Linked DNA regions of Sus scrofa: region 1 is linked to region 2. Evidence: chromatin contacts called from public HiChIP or PLAC-seq data. All regions are on one chromosome and are shown on one strand. The core of a region is the stretch at or near the end of the contact, and the rest is flanking DNA. Distances in the headings are between cores, read along the strand shown. Region 1 holds the start of ARMC9 (lisH domain-containing protein ARMC9). Region 2 holds the start of PSMD1 (26S proteasome non-ATPase regulatory subunit 1).

The links. HiChIP or PLAC-seq counts read pairs in DNA pulled down with a chosen protein or histone mark.
Region 1: an H3K27ac HiChIP or PLAC-seq map of alveolar macrophages shows a contact between it and region 2. The contact joins the promoter of ARMC9 here to the promoter of PSMD1 in region 2. A contact is called at or near these places in 5 of 47 Hi-C or Micro-C datasets (heart right ventricle, liver, skeletal muscle and 2 more) and 2 of 2 datasets of contacts at active chromatin or transcription factors (alveolar macrophages and skeletal muscle).

Annotation. Positions count from the first base shown.
Region 1 is chr15:131,927,009-131,930,769 of Sscrofa11.1, reverse strand. It overlaps ARMC9 (lisH domain-containing protein ARMC9), which reads right to left and starts at 2,128. Exons shown (of 24, transcript XM_021074827.1): 1 at 1,999-2,128.
Region 2 is chr15:131,805,778-131,809,949 of Sscrofa11.1, reverse strand. PSMD1 (26S proteasome non-ATPase regulatory subunit 1) reads right to left here and starts at 2,356. Exons shown (of 25, transcript XM_001925902.7): 1 at 2,170-2,356. The coding sequence starts at 2,185. It also overlaps the pseudogene LOC110257098.

The DNA of each region.
Region 1 (3,761 bases), core at 879-3,378, 120 kb before region 2:
TGATTCTAAGCCCCCTGGTGTCCTCTCCTTCCCCTTGCAGGCAGACTGAACTCATCATACTTAGTCAGGGCTCGACCTCCTTCAGGAAGCCCTCCAGGAGCCCACCCCTTCCCTCCCCACCAAGGCGAGTCTCTCTTCTCTGAGGAACCTCCTTACACTACATTTACTTCTGCTGTTATACCTATTACCCTGTTTATAAAGGCAGGGTGCTACACTTAAATTTTCCATCTCCAGAACCTAGCAGGGGGCCTGGAAGGTTGACAGGCACCCAAGACGTTTGACAAATAAATGAAGCCCAAGCAGAAGGAAAAGCAATTTTGAAGGCCCTGGAGAAAACGCGGTTGTTCTGAGAACTCAAACTCCTTCCCACCTCAGGGCCTTTGCACATACTGTTCTCACTGCCTGTAACACTTTTCCCCTCTCTTTCTTCACCTGGCTAACTCCTGTGCTTAACAAGCATCACTCCCTCAGAGAAGTTCCTGGTGACCATCACTTGAATAAGATTCTGTTATGATCATCTGTCAGTGAATGTGAGATGTCATTTTACTGCTCCGACAATCTTAGAAATTACAGGACTTTCCGTAGACCTTTATATCATAACAGGTCATTTACTGAGGGCTTATTGTATGACAGGCAACGTGCAAAATGCTTCACTTTTTTTTTTTTTTTTTTTTTGTCTTTTTAGGGACGCACCTGTGGCATATGGAGGTTCCCAGGCTAGGGGTCCAATCAGAGCTGTAGCCGCCGGCCTACGCCACAGCCACGGCAACTCGGGATCCAAGCCGCATCTGCGACCTTCACCACAGCTCACAGCAATGCCAGATCCTTAACCCACTGAGCGAGGCCAGGCATCGAACCCATGTCCTCATGGATGCTAGTTGGATTTAACTGCTGAGCCACGATGGGAACTCCCAAAATGCTTCACATTTAATTTTCACAATAAACCTGACTGATGTATATCATTTATATTCTCCTTTGACAGATTAGGCAACTGAGGTTCAGAGGGGGTTGAGATGCTCCCAATAACTCAACTAGGAAGCAAGTGACAGTGGAAATTTAAATCCAGATTGATATCAACCTCTACACAGTATTACTCCAAAGTCTGGACCATATGAATCAGAATCACCTGGGATGCTGTGCAAATGAAAATTCCTAGCAAGTGGAGTTCCTGTTGTGGCTCAGTGGGTTAAGGATCAGGCTTTGCCAGTGAGATCTGGTGTAAGTAAGTCAAAGACTCCATCTGGCAGTTGCTGTGGCTGTGGTGCAGGCCAGCAGCTGCAGCTCTGATTCAATCCCTAGCCTGGGAACCTCCATATGCAGCGGGTATGGCCAAAACAAAACAAAACAAAATACCAGAAGGAAAGGAAAATTCCTAGCATCACTCTGCTCCTACTAAACACAGTGCCCAGAAATTGTTTTAAACAATCTCTCCTGATGACTTTTAACGCACATTCAAGTTTGAGAAGCATGGCTCTACTTTATGCAAAAACTAGAGAAAACTTCTTCAGACACTCCTGACGGAGGGATTTCGGGCCTACGAGCTGGATGAAAAAGGGAACTGTGGGATTTGTCTGAAAGACGAATTTGCATAGCAAGCATCCCGGTTTAGCTTAGACGGATGAAGTCTGGACTTCATCGGGGTGCCTGGGGAGAAGGGTTAGCTGATAGATAACGAAAGGGATGGATCTAAAGGCCCCAGGCCACATTCTCGAGCTGTCACTACCCAGCTGGACGACCCGGACCCCTTCAAAGATCAGGGAATACTTGTGGGAAGCAGCCGGGACTGTCCTCGGGATGTCCCGGCGGCCGCCTCAGGCCCACGCCAGAGTTAAGAGCCCAGGGCAGCAGGCGAGAAGTGAGGGCACCCGGCAGCGGCTGCTGAGTTGGCGCATGGGGAGAAGGCTCATTAGAGCCTCGGCCCTCGGATCCATCACCGCTCCTCCCGCCCGGGGACGTCGGGCTCGAGAGCGGCCCGGCAGCGTCCGGGGACGCGCTTACCTGCTTCGCCGCCGCGGGAACACGCGCCGAGTCAGCTCGGCCACCACCTCTCCAATCGTCACCCCGGCAACCGCCGCCGCCAGCCTGGCATCACGTGGATCCGGGCAGCCAATCACAGGACTCGACCTGCGCGGAGCATCCTGGGACAAAAGGCGTCCCGCAGGTTCCAGGCCTCAGCAAGAAAGTGTGGGCTTTCGCTTCCGGTTGTGGGTGTAAGTTGCTGGACCGCGTCACCCGTTCTCCTCGCCACAACTTCCTATTGGTTCGTTTCCACAAATATTGCGCGTGGTGTTGTGCCTGGCTCTGGGGATGTGCCTTGCTCGACCGCTGTCAACCTGTAACTTCTAGGAGCTCGGGTAAAAAACAAAACTGGCAAGAGATTATAGTGAAGTGTCTGCTTTAAAAGATAAGGCGGGAGTTCCGTTGTGGCTCAGCGGGTTAGGAACCCTACATAGTGTGCGTGAGGATAAGGATTTGGTCCTTGGCCTCGCTCAGTGTGTTAAGGATCCAGCTTTGTCCCAAGCTGTAGCTTAGGTTGCAGATGCCTCTGGGATCTGGTGTTGCTGTGGTGTAGGCCTATAGCTGCAGCTCCAGGTTGGACCACCTAGCCCAGGAACTTTCATATGCCAGCAGCTGTGGCTGTAAAAAGCAAAAAAGAGAGAGCGAGTGATTAAGAGAGATTTCCTCCCAGAAAAGCTGAGTTTTTTTTGGTGGAGTTTTGTTTTTGTTTTTGCTTTTTAGGGGCACACCACAGCTTTTTGAGATTCCCAGGCTAGGGGTCCAATTGGAGCTACAGGTGCTGGCTTACGCCACAGCCACAGCAATGCCAGACCCGAGGCACATCTTCCACCTACACCACAGCTCATAGCAACGCCTGATCCTTAACCCACTGAGCAAGGTCAGGGATAGAACCCGCAACATTATGGTTCCCAGTCGGATTTGTTTCTGCTGCACCACCACGGGAACTCCCGGAAAAGCTGAGTTTGATCACTGCCCAAAACTCAGGATGTGTGGGGGCTTCAGTGCCATCTATCTTCTTGGCTCAGAGTCCATGTAGAGATTGAAGAACTTTGAAGAACTGTGTCTTTGTATCTCTCAAGGGCTGCTTGAGTTCTTGGAAAAAGAACACAGGGGTTGGGAATGTGCAGCCCACAAGAGAGGTGTCAGTGAGCAGGAAGGCAGGGGAGGCCTGCAAATGAGGGAGATGAGAGTATCCACCTTGGCCTTGGGTCCTGTCCTATCTTGTCTTGACCCAGGGACCTGAGTCACATCACAGCCATCGATAGTTCTTTTTTTTTTTTGTCTTTTGTTGTTGTTGCTATTTCTTGGGCCGCTCCCGCGGCATATGGAGGTTCCCAGGCTAGGGGTCAAATCGGAGCTGTAGCCACCAGCCTACGCCAGAGCCACAGCAACACGGGATCAGAGCCGCGTCTGCAACCTACACCACAGCTCACGGCAACGCCGGATCGTTAACCCACTGAGCAAGGCCAGGGACCAAACCCGCAACCTCATGGTTCCTAGTCAGATTCATTAACCACTGCGCCACGACGGGAACTCCATCGATAGTTCTGTGTCTTGCACGAGGTTGGTAAAAGACCCAGGCCTTAAAATGGACTTCCCAAAGGGCAGGCCTGGACTCAAGATCTTTTTTTTTTTTTTTTCTTTTTAGGGCCGCATCCAGGGCTTATGGAAGTTCCTGGGCTAGGGGTCAAATCAGAGCTGCAGTTGCAGGCCAGTGCTGGTAAGTGCAGCCTACACCAAAG
Region 2 (4,172 bases), core at 1,107-3,606:
ACACCATACTATCATCAGAGTCTCAGAGGAGGACCTCAAAAATTATTTGGTTTACATTCTATTGTATCCCCACCAAATGCTTTTTTAGTCTCTACTTTAAAAACTCTAGGGACTGATTTATTGATTTGATTAGTTGACTGATTTCTTCATTCAGGATACACTTTTGGGAAACTAATCTGACTAACATCCATGAGGACGCGGCTTCAATCCCTAGCCTCTACCAGTGGGTTAAGGATACGGCATTGAGGTGAGCTGTGGTGTTAAGTTGAAGACACGGCTTGGATCCTGAGTTGCTGTGGCTGTGGTGCAGGCCAGCGGCTACAGCTCCGATTAGACCCCTAGTCTGGGAACCTCCATATGCTGCAAATGTTGCCCTAAAAAGACAAAAAGAAAAGAAGAAAAAAGAAAAGATATACCTTTGAACTTCTGCCATCTGCTCAGCAGTGTTCTAAGAATTATGAAAATGACAAGTTTCCCACCCAAAATTCTACACAGAGAGAAAGACAGTAATCAGACAAGTAAACGAAGTAATTACAGGGCTTGTAATGAAGGGAGGGGACAGTTGAGGGTGAAAGAAGCAGCATGTTTTAACAGAATGATCAGAAAAGAAAGACTAACACTTGTGCTGAAACCAGTGATTGGGAAACTAAGAGAAAACTTGAAAAGGAGTCTAAAAAGTGCAGGAGGAATGGGCAAGGGTCCTGAAGTGGGACAGAAACTGACTTAAGGAAGAGAAAGGCCAGTATGACCAGAGCACAGGGAGGAAAAGAGCAGTACAAGACAAGGTAGGAATCAGATCATGTAAGTTTTCAGTTAACAATCTGGATATTTTATTATAAGCACAATGAAAAGCACTGAAGAACTGTAAAGGATATTATGTGATCAAGGTTTTAAAAAGAATACTCAAGAAGAATGGACTGTATAGAGGTAATGGTGGAAAACAAAATCTCCAGGCTGTCAAAGCGACCCAGGCAAGAGATGAAGGCGGGAGGGGCTAAGATGATGAATCTGAAAAACAATGAGGCCTCCATTTACAGGTGGCAGGAAATTTAGTGCTTATTTTATCTTTAGAGAGCTCTGATGGGGAAAAGCCTTTCCCAATGTTGTACTACAATTCATCTCCCAATCATATGTACCCCTTGGGGGAAAAAGTCTACTTCCATGTACAAGTGACAGCTCCTCAGGTCTTTAAAAGTAACGATCCTGTCTCCCACTGTTGCCACCAACTTTTTTAAGCAAGCCTTATAAACACATGGTTAACTGCCGTCTGACTAGTTTGTTTACAACAAAACACTTGTGGGACATGAAGACAGCAAATCAGGACCAGAAAAGCGCATGTGAGCAAGAGAGGAAAAAGGCCCCAGAGGCTGTGGACAGCTACGTGCAAAGCGATCCCTAGTGGGGGCTCACACTTCACCCCAAACTTGACCCCTGTAACATCCCATTGCAAACGTCATTCCACGAATCTACCCACACAATGGTTGAGTGTAGGGCACCTGCTCCGCCCGCCCAGGAGCTCTTTCTTCGTCCAAGCAGAACATTCACTGATCATGGAGCCTCAAAACCAGAGGCTGATTCTCAGTATAATAACCGTCTTCAGGATGCGGTCCTCAACGAACACAAAAGTTCCCTAAGTGCTTTAACTAAATATCCTTGGAACAGACCTGGAAATGACCCGTCTCACACCTGACTTAATTTAGATTTCACTCTAAGGAGAACGGAGCTGGGTCAGACCGGGAAGCACTTAGGTAGCCAGAGGCTACCTTACTGTCCCGCAAAGGGGGCCCACCCCATCCTAACCACCTGTAAGGAAGGGCTGGCATCGGACGGCCCCGCACGGCCAACCTCGGGAGGGATGGAGTTTAGGAAAAACCCGTCAGGGTGGGAGAAGGGTCCAGGGCGCCCCTCGGGTCCGAGCACGGGGGTGTGGCTGCGGAGGAGGGATGACGAGGCGGTCAACCCAGCGCGAGTCCCCCGAACCGGACGAGGTCCCGGGGCCCACAGAGAGGCCGGGCCACACTGCCAGCCCCCGGCCCGGGGGTGGGCCTCGGGCGGCGGGCGGCCGCGCGGCCGGCGCTCCGCCGGGAGGTGCCCAGTCACCGGCCCTGACTCAGCTAAAAGCCGGCGTGGCGCCTCCTTCCTTTCGGCGCCGGCTGCGGCCGCACTCACCGGCTGAGGTGATCATGGCTGCGCCCCGCACTCGCCCGCCCGCTCGCTCGCTCGCCGCCCCGGCCGCGCCGTGTATATGTCAGCTCAGGACCCGCTCGCTCCGCCGCGTCTCCTGGCTGCCCCGGTGCCCCGCTCAGTCAGTCACCTCCTCAGGCCGCCGGCTCGCTTCTCACCCAGGACCCCGCCCGCCCCGGGGCTGCCCTCTGTCCCGCCTGCCGCCCGGCGCCGACTCTCCCCCGGCCTGTGTCTTCCGTGCCGCCACCGCCGCCCAGCGGAAGAATGCACGGAGAGCTCCGTGGTCTTCTCCAACCCTCCTCGGGGCCAGCGGCCCCGCGGGGGTGGGAACACCCGTCCGCACTTGGGGTCAGGCTCCAGAATAGCCACCCCTAGAAAAAGGACCCCACCATCACCCGCCATTGCTGAGAAAAAAAGGTGTTGAGGGGAGGTGCTTGCGGTGTTCGCAGCGCCACCTGCTGCTTGGGAAGTCTCCTTGCAGCGCCCCCGTGCCAGAGCCAAACCTTTGGTCCGGGTCCGGGCCGGGGCGGGTTCGTGATTGAGCAAAGAGCGTTTTCCTACAACAATGATTTTTCAATTTTTTTAAAAAAAAGCAGAGCCCAGCTTCAGAAGAATCCTCACAGAAATACTTTACTATCATATCATAATGCATCCCTAAGTAATCACTGGTTTATGATAAAGTTGAACAGTGGCTTTTACTTACATTTGAAAGAATACCGCACATGGCTTAAAAATCAGAAGTATAAAAAGATATACAGTGAAAAGTGTTCAAAGAAAAAAAAGTTTTCTTTTTTTTTTTTTTTTTTTTTTTTTTTTTTTTTTTTTTTTGTCTTTTTTGTTGTTGTTGTTGTTGCGATTTCTTGGGCCGCTCCCGCGGCATATGGAGGTTCCCAGACTAGGGGTCGAATTGGAGCTGTAGCCACCAGCCTACGCCAGAGCCACAGCAACGCAGGATCCGAGCCGCGTCTGCAACCTACACCACAGCTCACAGCAACGCCGGATCATTAACCCACTGAGCAAGGGCAGGGACCGAACCCGCAACCTCATGGTTCCTAGTCGGATTCGTTAACCACTGCGCCACGACGGGAACTCCGAAAAAAAAGTTTTCTTGTCTTCCATCTGCTCAGTTCCTCTCTCCCTCCACAGCAACAGGTTCCTGTTTTTTTTTATTACATCTAATGTGAAATGGCAGTTGTGATCGCCATCTGCACACTTCTAACAGCTTCAATACACAATTTACTTCAGTAGTTCGGAGTAGTCTTGACAAAGATTAGCGACAAATGGTGGCTTTTTTTTCTTTTTTTTTTTTTTTTTTTTTTTTTTTTTTGCCATTTCTTGGGCCGCTCCTGCAGCATATGGAGGTTCCCAGGCTAAGGGTCTAATCAGAGCTGTAGCCGCCAGCCTACAACTCAGGATCCAAGCCACAGCTCATGGCAACACCAGATCCTTAACCCACTGAGCAAGGCCAGGGATCGAACCCACAACCTCATGGTTCCTAGTCGGATTCGTTAACCACTGAGCCACGCCAGGAACTCCCAAATGGTGGCATTTTTAAGCCACTAGACTTGTACTCTCAAGCTACCGTTCAATTGAATAGTGATTATTAAACCTTATTTCTGGGGCCTTCTCAAAACAATGTAACCTAGTGACACAAGCCAATGATTTGCTGTTGAAATAAAACGTGGTTGATAATCCATGTGAGTTTATGTATGAATTTTTTTTTAATGGTGGCAGGTGGTTTCTTAAGCTGTACAGGCACTGGGGCTTGCCCGTGGTGCTCTTAATGTGCAAAGCCTGGACATGCTGCCAGTTTTTCTTGAGCAATGACACCAGGACGTTGACAGCTCAGTGGAGGCTGTACACAAGCTCACCCTCTGTCATCTTCACGCGGCCAACAGCCACTGCCAGACACAGCACTTTCTTCATCTGGAACTGGATCGTGGACTCCACTTCATCAACTTTGGCCACTGTATTCTCATTGTAGGTCA